Regions from separate parts of the Arachis hypogaea genome. Here region 2 is linked to region 1. A link is a contact called in public Hi-C data. All regions are on one chromosome and are shown on one strand. Each heading gives the region's core, a stretch centred on a gene start, on an enhancer-like site or on the middle of the called end of the contact. The rest is flanking DNA. Distances are from core to core; before and after follow the strand shown.

Region 1 (5,925 bases), core at 2,280-4,779:
GAAGCTCATCGAATTTGAGACATTTCAAATGGGTAGGGATTAAGGTTTGTGTTTGTGTTCCGAAAAAACAGAGGTTGGGGTTTTGTGTTTTAAATGGTGAATTGAATTTTATTCAGCAAATGGTTTTGTGTTTTGAATAAAGGTTGCGGTTTCGAGACATTTTGATGAAGGAAGGGTTGGGATTTTTTTTTCTAGTTAAGAAGAAAAACAATGATTTTTGTTAAAATATTTGGAGAAAAAATTATAATTAAAAAAAGATATTAATTTATTTTAGATAATATTTATAAGTTGATGTTTATTAAAAATTTAAAAGCACTGCAATTTTTATAAAATATAATATATAAATATAGTAAATGTTGATTATTTGATTTATTAAAGTAATATTTTTTTTGTTTTTAATCGACTAAAAAAATACTTATAACATATTAATTAAAAAAAGTTGCAACAATTTTATTTTCTTATAACAAATATTAAGAGTTGTTTTAATTATTTTAGACAATATTTTTTAAGCATTGTTTAGATTATATGTTGCCATAGGTAAAAATCGTTGTAGTGTTGATTTGTTGTCACTCATACATTCTTTCGATTCTCAATTCTCTCTTCTTTGCTTACTTCTTTGATTCAATCTCTATTTTGATTGACACATGATGGTTGCACATACATTCTGACTTTTAACAGAATATAAACTTATTATTGGATTAACCATCGAGTCATTGGATTAAGGGTTAAGTACGATTTTGATTCGTAAGGTAGGGGTTGAAAAATTTTTTTGTCTCCGACCTTTTTTTACCTATAAAAATGGTCTCTAAGATTTAACTTAATTTTAAAATCGTCCTTCAAACTAAAATACCATTTCTTTTTCCCTTCTCCTTCTCCTTCTTTCTTAAAATCAACCAGAAAAAAAGTAGAAGCAACAATGATACAGCAACAACTAAAAGCAGAAGAACAACAACAACACCAGCAGCAACAATAATAAAATCATAAGCAAAATTAATGTAATCAAAAATATAAATAGAATTAAAATCAGAATGAAACATAAGCATAAACAAAAACAGAAACACAAAGATCAAAGTTTAATAAACAAAAAGTATGGTAGCACAAAAGAATTCTCCATCAATTTACACACACGATATCAAACATTCAAAAAGATGGGCAAACATATGAAATGATGATGATGAATTACGGTCTTGACTAAAAAGGAATAATTCGGATGACTATCTGATGGTACACGGCAGTAAGAGCAGTTCCAATAAAAGGCCCAACACAAAAAATTAACTACAATGAAAAAAAGGACATATGAAATTTAGAAAGAAATGAGTAAGAAAAAAGCCAAAAACAAAGAAGACATACTTGATCATTCCATACATAGTGTCTGTTGAAGACGATGGCAGCACCAAGACTCCTAGCTGGGTTAATCCCAGTTCCAGTGATAGGAATGATTGTCAAGTGGACTAAGAAGACAACAAACCCGATCGGAAGCAGCGGCGACCGGCGAAGAGCAACGACGACCGGTGACCGAGCGAGGAGGAAAAGCAGAGACGGCAAGCGGCGAACGGCGCGCGACGTCCACTCTCGCGGATCTGCTGGCGTCGATGTCGAGGAGTAGCAATGAGGACCAAACGACAAGGAGTAGCGACGAGATCCAACGACTGAACAACGAAGAGTAGCGGCGTTGGCGAGGAGCAGCGGCGGCGGATTCCCTTCCCCACCTGCCCTTCCCCCTCTTCTTCCATGAAAATCCTACCTCGCCCCTGTGAGATTAACCCTTTCCCTATTCCCAGCCCTTTAACCCGTTTTTCTTTCTTTTTTTTTTATATTTTTTTAATCCGGGGTAATTTAGTAATAAAAATTAAAATTTTAGTAAAAAAAAAACGATTTTAAAATTAAGTTAAATCTTAAGAACAATTTTGTAGACAAAAAAAGGTTGAAGACAAAAAAAATTTTCAACTCCTACCTTAGGGAAGTTTTTAAATAAATAATGTTTTCTTATTAAAGATTTAAAGCGTTAAATGCAAATCTAATATCTTCACCGACTGAGTTTATTTCTAAATAGGTATATTGGTATATTCTTATTATTATTATTATTAATAAGTGGGTTTCTGTATAAACTTTCAAGTTAAGTTCAACTTTTAAGGATTCCAACCTAGCTAAGATATGTGCAGAAACATATCTATATATATTTAATAGCCGACGAGCTAATCTTTTTTATTTATTTATATATATATTTTATCATGTCTAAAACCTGTTTGCCCATATTTCACCATAATTTATGAACTCATAGACTAACAATATATGATATTTCGTCTAATGTTGTCTCCTCATTTCTAAGTCTTGGATCCATATCTTAGCTATTTTGCAGGGGGAAAAGGGAGGTTATAAGGTGGAGAATCAGGAACAATAATAATATTCTTAACAACATTTAGTATGTTACACATTATTATTAATGATCACATGTTTCTGGGTGGCATCAAGTAGTGTAGAAAAAGTAAGTGATGAATTGTTCCCTTGATTCCATTCATTATATGCTTAGAAGATGAGAATAAGGTAATTTTAAATTGAAGAAACTTGGTTATACCATCCCTGGCCTCCAAAGAAAGATTATCGAGTTATGTTATCTTGTGAGGATAAAGCAAAATTAATCCATTACTTTTTACGGGGACGAGTGGACTTTGTTTATTTAATTTTATTTAGAAAAAGTCTAGAAGGCCAGCAGTTTTATTGAATTTTGGCCAGCATGTAACCAGCAGAGGAAGGTGAGCCATTGGATGAAATCTCATATCAATCTCACACCATCAAATCATCATTGATGACTAGTTGATGGCTAACAATCACAAAAATTGCTGGCCCCCTAGCATTGCTCTTTTATTTATTTATTATTTATTGAATTTCAATTGAGTCGAGACCGATGTTCCCGGAGAGGGGCCCAATGGTTGGACGACTCAGCAAAACATGGAAGGAGGCCATAAAAATTTTCAAATATTCTTCGTCCAAAAATAATTTACAGTGTCATTTAATTTAAAAGTTTTGTTTATTCGTTTAATTTGGATAGAATCTAGTCACGTGCTTTGTCTTGAACTATAAAGTTCTTGCTTACTCATGATCATGCAAAATCATTTTCCAAATTTGTAGATAGCATGCATATATACATTTGATAAGTTTATTCCATTATATATAAAGGCATCTGTAATATTTTTGTTCCATGTCCATCATATTTTTGCATCTTGCACATGCCACGAAATTCCTTTTGCATGAACCTTCCAAATTAATTGACATATGAGTTGGTATAATTCAATAAAAACGACTGGTTTAATAGTTCAGGAATATTACATTATATTAACAGTAGTGCCTTAAGAAATTCAAAATACAAACTATTTTTTCTTAAGTGATGTTGTGAAGAGCAACCACGTGTCTTGTAATGAAATTGGCCTTTCTTGTGTCCGAAAGGAAATTAGAAGTCATGAGAAGGGGAGATTATGTGTAAGATGATTTGACATCTCAATTTTCCTAATGCATACTATATATGCTTGATGGGTCTATTTTTTTTTTTAAATATTGGATTGAGGTGAGATTTTTTCTGAAATGGCTCAATAATGGATGTGCAATCCACGTGTATGGAAAAAGATATTTTTTTCTTGGCCGAAATCGCAGGGTTTAAACTTTAAAGACTTTTCGGTAAAAGCGTTGATAAAATGGAGCGGGTGCCTTGTGAGATGGACGGTGCGAATTATAAATTTCTCGATGTAAAATTCAGATAAATAATAAATAATTATAGGAACAAAAGATTAAGAAATAAAAAATTTATAATTTGAGGACACCGATGAGAATTTAATTTAGAAAATAAAATTAAACGCAAAAATATAATTAATTGTAGACAAATGTGTAATAGTGTTAAAATTAATTGTACCGATTTAAATTTATTCGGTACTGCGTGTGAGAAAATCAAAACGATAAAAATGACAAGAAAAACATTTAGAACGAAAATTTGGACTGAGACCAAATTGAATCGGGGAGAGAGAGAGAGAGAGAGAGAGAGAGAGAGAGAGAGAGAGAGAGAGAGAGAGAGAGAGAGAGAGAGAGAGAGAGAGAGAGAGAGCCCTAAGTTTTACTATTTACTCATCACACTCAAATTCTTGTAACTTCCAAACCGTATCTCCGATCGAAAGCTCGTTTATGGCCACGCGACTACCTCGTCGTCCTCTTCGATTTTATACCATTTTTGTGGTGAGTACTTCCAAGAATCCTGAGTCATTTATGTTTCTGCCCTTCGTGTTTTGGTATGTTTGGTGTTGAAATTTTGTAATTTTGACGCAATAAAAAAGCTCTAACATGGATTATAGTTGAATTTCATCCAAATTTTAAATGGGATAAGACATGGTGACTTTTTTCTTCTTTAAACCTCCATTTTATATGAATCCTAGGTTGAGAATTTCGTGAGTTTGGATTTATTGGAGTAGCTTGGATTGCTTGGTTGATGTTGGTGTGGTTTTGGCAATTGGGTTACTTGTGGAGCACTTGGTGGAGGCTCGGTAGTGCAAATTGAATCCTGGGTCCTTTCAGAGTGATAATCAAAGAGTTGGAGAACTACCGTTATTAAAATACGGGTTCTGGTTTCGAGTAGACATTATATAAAGTGATGTGAAAACATAGGTTAAAGGCCCTAAGATAGTGTTGAATGGAAGTAATTGCTGTTCTAAATGATTAATTAGTTAGTGTGAACTTTGTGTTGAATGATGCGTTGAATAATGATATATGTGTATATTACATGATGGTTGGATGTATGAATTTGATATGAATTAGTATGAATTTGAGAAATTAGTATGATTGATTTCAATACAAAATTGTGGTTGATGTGATAATTTGGACTAGAGATCGTAATGAGATAAGTTATGGTAAGTTGGTGGCATTGCCATATTGTGATGTGTATATGTGTGATTGAATTGATGGATGTTGTGTTTGATTGCCTAAGACAGGCTATAGTATGAGGATTTAGGCCGGAGACCGTGATTGGGTGAGGTATCCCCTTCTTGGTAAATTATGAATCTTAATTGAGGTATTGAAAGATTTAATTGTATTAGGTTAATGATTGTGGATGCATAAGTGTGATGGACTATGAAATTGAATTGGAAATTATTGATTAATGCTAATAATGAGGAATGAAGTAGTTAATTGAGTTGGATTTGGTTGTTTGGGCTTCAAATGGCTAGGGCATGATTTGAAATTGATAATTGTGTAAAAAGGATACCTAGAATTGGGCTAGGTTGTTTTAAAACTGGCAAATTTGAAAATTGGTGAAATTGACAATTATACAGAAATTGGTAAAACCAGATTTTTGACTAATTTCGACAGGTCATAACTTGGCGCTCGAAACTTGAAATTTAATTAACTTTATCTCAAATTAAAGATGATGATGAGAGCTTTAAAACCATCTAAGAATGTAGGAAAATGAATTTTTGTAGCAAAAATTATGCCCATTTGAAAAACTACTGTAAAAAACTGAAATTGCAGAGTTTGCAAAAAATCAGCAAAATTGGTTGGTGTGCGCACGCATAGAAGCGTGCGTGCACACCACTCAGAGCTAATGATGCACCTTGTGCGTATGCACAAGAGATGCGTACGCACGAGTCAGGAAAAAGTTGCAACTTGTGTGTATACACAGGTGATGCGTACGCACGAACCCTATTTTTCTCAAAAACTATTTTTGACTGTTCTACCTTTCTAACGAGGTTATAACCCCCTCTAACCTCCGTATAGCGTTGAATAACTGATAATTAAGCCTTGAATACACTACGAAGTGATATGACAAATTAAATTGAACTATTCTCGGATAAACACTTAGTTAACAGGATGAAATATTACGGAGATGGTGGCTTTGTCCCATCCGCAGTGAAGACGGTGGTGTTATCCCGCTCACGAGAGAACAAAATT
Region 2 (5,925 bases), core at 1,698-4,197, 100 kb after region 1:
AATAATAATATAGGACAGAAGAGTTTTCAAGTTTAATAATGTGCGGGTAGCCTGACTAGCCTCACTTATCACAAATAAACTAAAAAGAGATAAGAAATTAAAAACAAAACTTTATTTAAACAAATAAAAGAAAAAAAAAGTTATTTAAGCATTTGAATCAAGACCGCGGATAGCATATCACATCACAATAAAAGGTCAAATAAAGACAATTCTTTAAGAGAAAGTTTTAGGAGAGTATTTTTATTAAAATTTAGTCCGTATTTAATCATAAAAAATAGAGTATATAATTCTACATCATTAAATATAATTTTATATTATTAAAAATATTAATAATAATTAAAAAATGATTATAAATCACAAAATATACTAACTTCTAAGCATTATTGATTTTTTAATTATTTAAAACCACAATACATATGAACAATTCAATTACTTCTTACAATGTAATACAGATTTTGAACCAACTTGCTTAGGTTTCAGTTTCCGTATATTTGATAGTTGCAAGTCAAAATTAAGTTTCACTGTATTTGATAATAAGATTATGCTAAGTTACATTTTCAGCATAATCATATTTTAAATTAAAATAAACCAGCCGTAAACCATTAAGTATAAATATCATGACATACACAACTTGATTATGTCACTAAGCTAAATCAACCAAACTATCAAAATTGTATCCTTTATAGTTTTGCTATTTTAATTTCCAGTTGACATTAATTTTTTTTATGGACACAACTACTTTATTCATTAGGATTTTCGGGTAAGATGTATATAATATATACTCCAATATTTATTTCATGTCAATCTGCTTAAGTCTCAATATATATTATGTTAAATCATTTCTAATCTCTCCCTATATAGTCTAGTATAAATTGGCTTGGTATGTTATGGGAATAAAACTATTCTAACCCTATGATTATTTACACAAAAATTTGAACTTAATAATTTCTTAGAAAAAAAAGGAAGAATTGGCAAACCTGATGATGTGCTAAGCGATCATTGGTCACTCATTAATATATAATGTTTTATACAGTATTTGTAGGAGATTAATTTTCATATTTAACAATGTAAAAAGTTTCTTCGGGTTCTAGATATGTTGATTTGTGATTTTGGATACGTAAGTTTTTAGATTCTGGATGTGCTAAAATTTGACATTTTTTTAATGTGCTAATTTGAACATTTGTTCACGTGTAGTTTTAGTATCTTCAATTTATATCTTTATAATTTTACATTAACGTGAAGTATTTGTACATCGGACTATTTTTTATTGATTAAGAATATATAGGTAGTGGTGTGAAAAAAAAAAGTGAAAAGAATAAATAAATACAATAGATAAAGAAATAAAAATATCCAAGGATGCAGATCGGATTCATGAATTTGCTTTTCAAATTCATTATCTGATCCTATTTTTTAGATAATTTTTAATATCTAATTCACAAGATTCTGATAAATGAGAATCCAATTTGCAGATTTAATGAACCAAATTCATGTTGTATACTCCTAATTATAAGTAAAATATCTATTTAGAAAATAATGACACAAATTGATTTTTGAAATATTAATAACTCGAATTAGTTACTAAAACTTGTGTTACCAATTTGGCCTTGAAAACTAAAATAATCTATGATCAACATTAGTACTTCATCGAACTCCTGTGTGACTTCATCAATCCTATGATGATGTGGAGTGCCAAGTGACACCCTAACACTTTCAAGTTTCAACAAATAAATAACTCGGTAATGAGTTTCTATTCACTCAAATAAGTACTTGAAGAAGTAAGTCCCATGATTTCTTCTACTAAAAACCTACTTCAACTCGCTACCATTAACAACACCTTCATCCTCCTTTTCTTTCTCACTCAATTCTCATAGTTTCCCTTTAACAACACCAACAAAGAATAGAGTCGATACCCAACAATGGTGCTCCAACACCACCAAAGATGGTCTAAAAGGGCATATTGTTTTAGATAGCCACCTTCAAAAACCAATTTGAATCAATATTACTTAGTTTCAAATAGAAAAAATACTTTTAATTTGATAATACAACTAATCTATTAATTCATACATGTTTTAAACTTAAAATTTTCGAATAAACTTGTTTTTATTTTTAATATTACTCATTCGGTTCCAAGAAAATAAAGAACACAGCACTCTTTAAATAATGATTTGTTATTAGAGATAATAAAAAATTAGATTAAATTTTTCTAAAATAAAAAAAAATTAAAAATAAGAATTTAATCTCTCTTGAATCAAGATAGTAATGCTTTCACATGATAAAAATTTAAAATTCAACAATAATTAACACATTATCTTATCATTTTACAATTCTCTTCACTTTAGAGAATTTTTTTTTCAAAAAATTTAGCAAGGTTTTAGACCTTTTTTATTTTGTACAAAAAAAATGGTTAATTTGAATAGTATTTTAAATCTAACCTATTGACGTAAATATAATGTTTTAATTATCAATGCGTTATAATTCAAATGATATAGTCTTTTCATATTCATCTAAAAGACCTAAAAGATTGTGGGTTTGAGTCTTTCTATTTTTAATAAAAAAAATATAATGTCTCTATTTAAGGATCAGCTATCAAATTGAACATTTTTAAAATTCCATGTAAATGGAAGTAATATTTTTTTATGTTCTATTTTATATATATCTTGTCTTCTATAATAATGTCCCTTTTTATATTTTTTTTCTATTAAAATCATCTTTGACTTTATATTTAGAAGTTTTCAGCGAACCATAAAAATTAAAAAAATATTAAATATATAATATTTTAACCCTTAAACAACTAAAAATAGTGTGAAAAAGAAAATAATAATAAACAAAGAACGGTGGTAAAGTAATCGTTCTCAATTTTGGAAAATTTATGAATAAAGTGACAATTTATGTATAGTTATCTTCATAGTAATTTAATTAATAAACGAAAAGAATTGCATATTTTAAGCATATGATGACGTTGAAAATGAAAGGAAATGTAGAGCGAAAGAGGGGCAGTTGAGTAATTTGACATGTGGAATAAGCAGTATAAGAGGCGGGGTGGCTCAGTCGAACAACTTTAGCCGCAAAAGACAGTTTACTATAACACACAGAGTGACACACACAAACACTAACAGTCGCCGGAAAATTCCAACTCCGGCCATCATCTCGGAGCAAAAAGCCTCCTTCTTCCGCGGCTACGTTGCCGAGAGTGAAACTGAATAACAGAAAAGAGAGTGAGTTGGGTGGGTGGGAAAGATTGGTAGGAAGCAGTGCATGATGGGATTTTGCATATGCCCGTTAGAGACTCCTGCAAGGTTGCTTTGGACAACCAGCTTCTTCCGCCATAAGCTCATGATCTTTTAATCCCAACCCATAATCATAATATTCACAACCACCTTCTAATTCAAACTACTACTACTACTATTACTACCTTGAATTCTTAGTTACTTGCTACTACTAAGTTGCTAAGATAATAAGCAAACTCTTAAACACACACACACACATCTTCTTTGTGATCTCTATTTGCTTCTCTTGTCTCTGTCTCTCTCTGAGTCATGGAATCTGGTGGGAGGCTTTTCTTTGATCCATCTGCTTGTAGGGGGAACAACAACATGCTCTTCCTTGGCACTACTGCTGATCTCGCTTTTCGAGGTGACTCTGACTTTCATCTCTCTCTTTCTGTTTTTTTGTAGATCAACTGTGTTGTTGGTTTTTGAATTTTGATGCTTATGATGGAAATTGGAAATGTTCTCAACTTTGAAATGGAAAAAGTTTAAATTTTTGCTTTGGATTTAGGCGGTCAAAGGGCAGATTAACATGAAATTCTGTTTTGGGTTTCGTTAAAAGTAAGCAACTTGATTGTGCATCCAACATGGGTCATGAATTGGAATTTTTCATTATTTTTTCTTTTCTTTGTTATTATGTTACTGTGTTCTTAGAGTTCAGAACTTTAGCTGGTGTTTGAAACTGATAGTAATGCACAAAAGTGAGTTAATTGTTTAGTTTGCGTGTGATTTTGAATTGAAATCATATCAGGAAGGTCGATCCTGAGCATGGATGAAAGCTCAAAGAGGCGACCTTTCTTCAGCTCACCGGATGATCTGTTTGATGATGAGTACTATGAGGAGCAGCTTCCAGAAAAGAAGCGCCGCCTCACTTCCGAACAGGTTCGTTGTTTGATGATTGATTGAACTATGTTTTGGTTGTTTCAGTATGTTGATGCTCTTAGTATAATATGCATCTGATCTTATGTTTCTTTATGATAAGCAGCATATTTTTGTCAACACCATAACCATATATATAGTCTTGGTTTGACATTTGCTTTGAGTTTGGTTTTAAAGAGAAATTCGAAACCATTTCCTTCTTATTGCTACTTAAACCACAACGAAAGAATGAGTTGAATTGCTTGTTCTTGTTATCAATTTACTGATTAACAAGATTGATGGGAAGGATTTTCAGCAAAGCTATTTTGACTTATTCCCTTCAGTTTCGTTGATTTATATTGCTGTGAAAAAAATTATGATATAAGGCAGTGTCATATCATAGCTTGGAAATATTCCTATTGTGACACCACTCTCTGGTTGATTTTTCAGGTCAATCTGTTGGAGAAAAGCTTCGAGGAAGAGAACAAGCTGGAGCCAGAGAGGAAAACCCAGCTGGCGAAGAAGCTGGGGTTGCAGCCGAGGCAGGTGGCAGTGTGGTTCCAGAACCGCAGGGCTCGGTGGAAGACCAAGCAACTTGAAAGGGATTATGATGTTCTCAAGGCTTCCTATGATTCCCTACTTTCAACATATGATTCCATTGTGAAGGAGAATGAAAAGCTCAAATCTGAGGTAACATCTATCATCTATGTTGTTTAAAATTTCATTTAGACCATGTTTGATTAGTGTTTTAGAATAATTAAAATACAAAAAACCTAAAATAATAATAATAAAAAAGAGACATTTCACATTTCTATTGAGACAGATACTATACAAGGCCTTAATCTAAAAAGAAGATAGATTTTGCTATTGAGATTTGATGGGGATTTATGCAATTGGGGGAATGGGTGAAGTGAACACTATAAAGATAACACCTTGCATAAGGGCAATGGAATTTTGGGTGAATAGAAGAATATAGACTATCTGTCAACAGTGAGGTTCCTGTATAGGATAGAATTTAGTGCATTTCCAATCAGAAGTCCATCATCACAGGGAAGCAAATCGACACTTCCACCAATAAGATGATTGGGAGCTTTCTAGAGAGGGCCCTACACATGAGATTCGACACTTACAATAATCACATACTAGCAAAGAAGTAGCATCTGTTCTGAACCCCACCTCATTTGAAAAAGAAGGCCCTTTCAAAGTAGCTATGGCGAATATACCTTTGTAGCCTTCTCACACTATGCTTAAGACTTCCTTTAGTGAAAAGGACCAATGAATTTTGTAAAAGGATTATGTGAACCAGCCAGATAAACTAGTTAACAAGTGGACACTAAACTATGATTCTTAACTGACATATTGACTCTCCAACAGGTGGTATCCTTGAATGAAAAGCTTCAATTGCAAGCTAAAGATATGCCAGGGGAGCCAATATCGGACAACAAAGCCGAACCGCTTCCAGTTGAGATAGCTCAAATCATCAGCATGAAAGTTGAGGATCGGCTGAGCACTGGGAGTGTTGGAAGCGCCGTGGTTGATGAGGGTAGTAGTCCACAGCTTGTTGTTGAGAGTGTTGATTCATACTTTCCTGCTGAGAACTATGGCGGCAATAGCGGCAATAGCATGGCCCCAATTGAGAGGGTTCAGTCAGAGGAGGAGGATGGGAGTGATGATGGGAGGAGTATCTTCTCAGATGTTTTTGTTGCTGCTGAAGCTGAGCAACAGAACCAAGAAGAAGGGGAGGTATTGCGTTGGTGGGGTAATATTATGTTGAATAATGCAGCAGTGCTTTTCTAAGTAG

The links. Hi-C and Micro-C count contacts between places; a contact is called where the count stands out from the background.
Region 2: a contact with region 1 is called in a Hi-C map of an unstated tissue, with 4 times the contacts expected there. The contact joins the promoter of LOC112802484 here to the enhancer-like site in region 1. A contact is called at or near these places in 5 of 8 Hi-C or Micro-C datasets (leaf and an unstated tissue).

The regions. Positions count from the first base shown.
Region 1 is chr5:105,787,637-105,793,561 of arahy.Tifrunner.gnm2.J5K5, forward strand. No RefSeq gene overlaps it. Among protein-coding and RNA genes, the nearest start is that of LOC112802476, 23 kb to the right of the region's middle. Within about 2 kb of position 3,530, at least 2 of the 3 cell types and tissues checked have open chromatin away from gene starts, as enhancers often do.
Region 2 is chr5:105,888,745-105,894,669 of arahy.Tifrunner.gnm2.J5K5, forward strand. LOC112802484 (homeobox-leucine zipper protein HAT5) reads left to right here and starts at 2,948. Exons shown (of 4, transcript XM_025845722.3): 1 at 2,948-3,633; 2 at 4,018-4,148; 3 at 4,575-4,814; 4 at 5,499-5,925. The coding sequence starts at 3,537. The coding sequence ends at 5,921.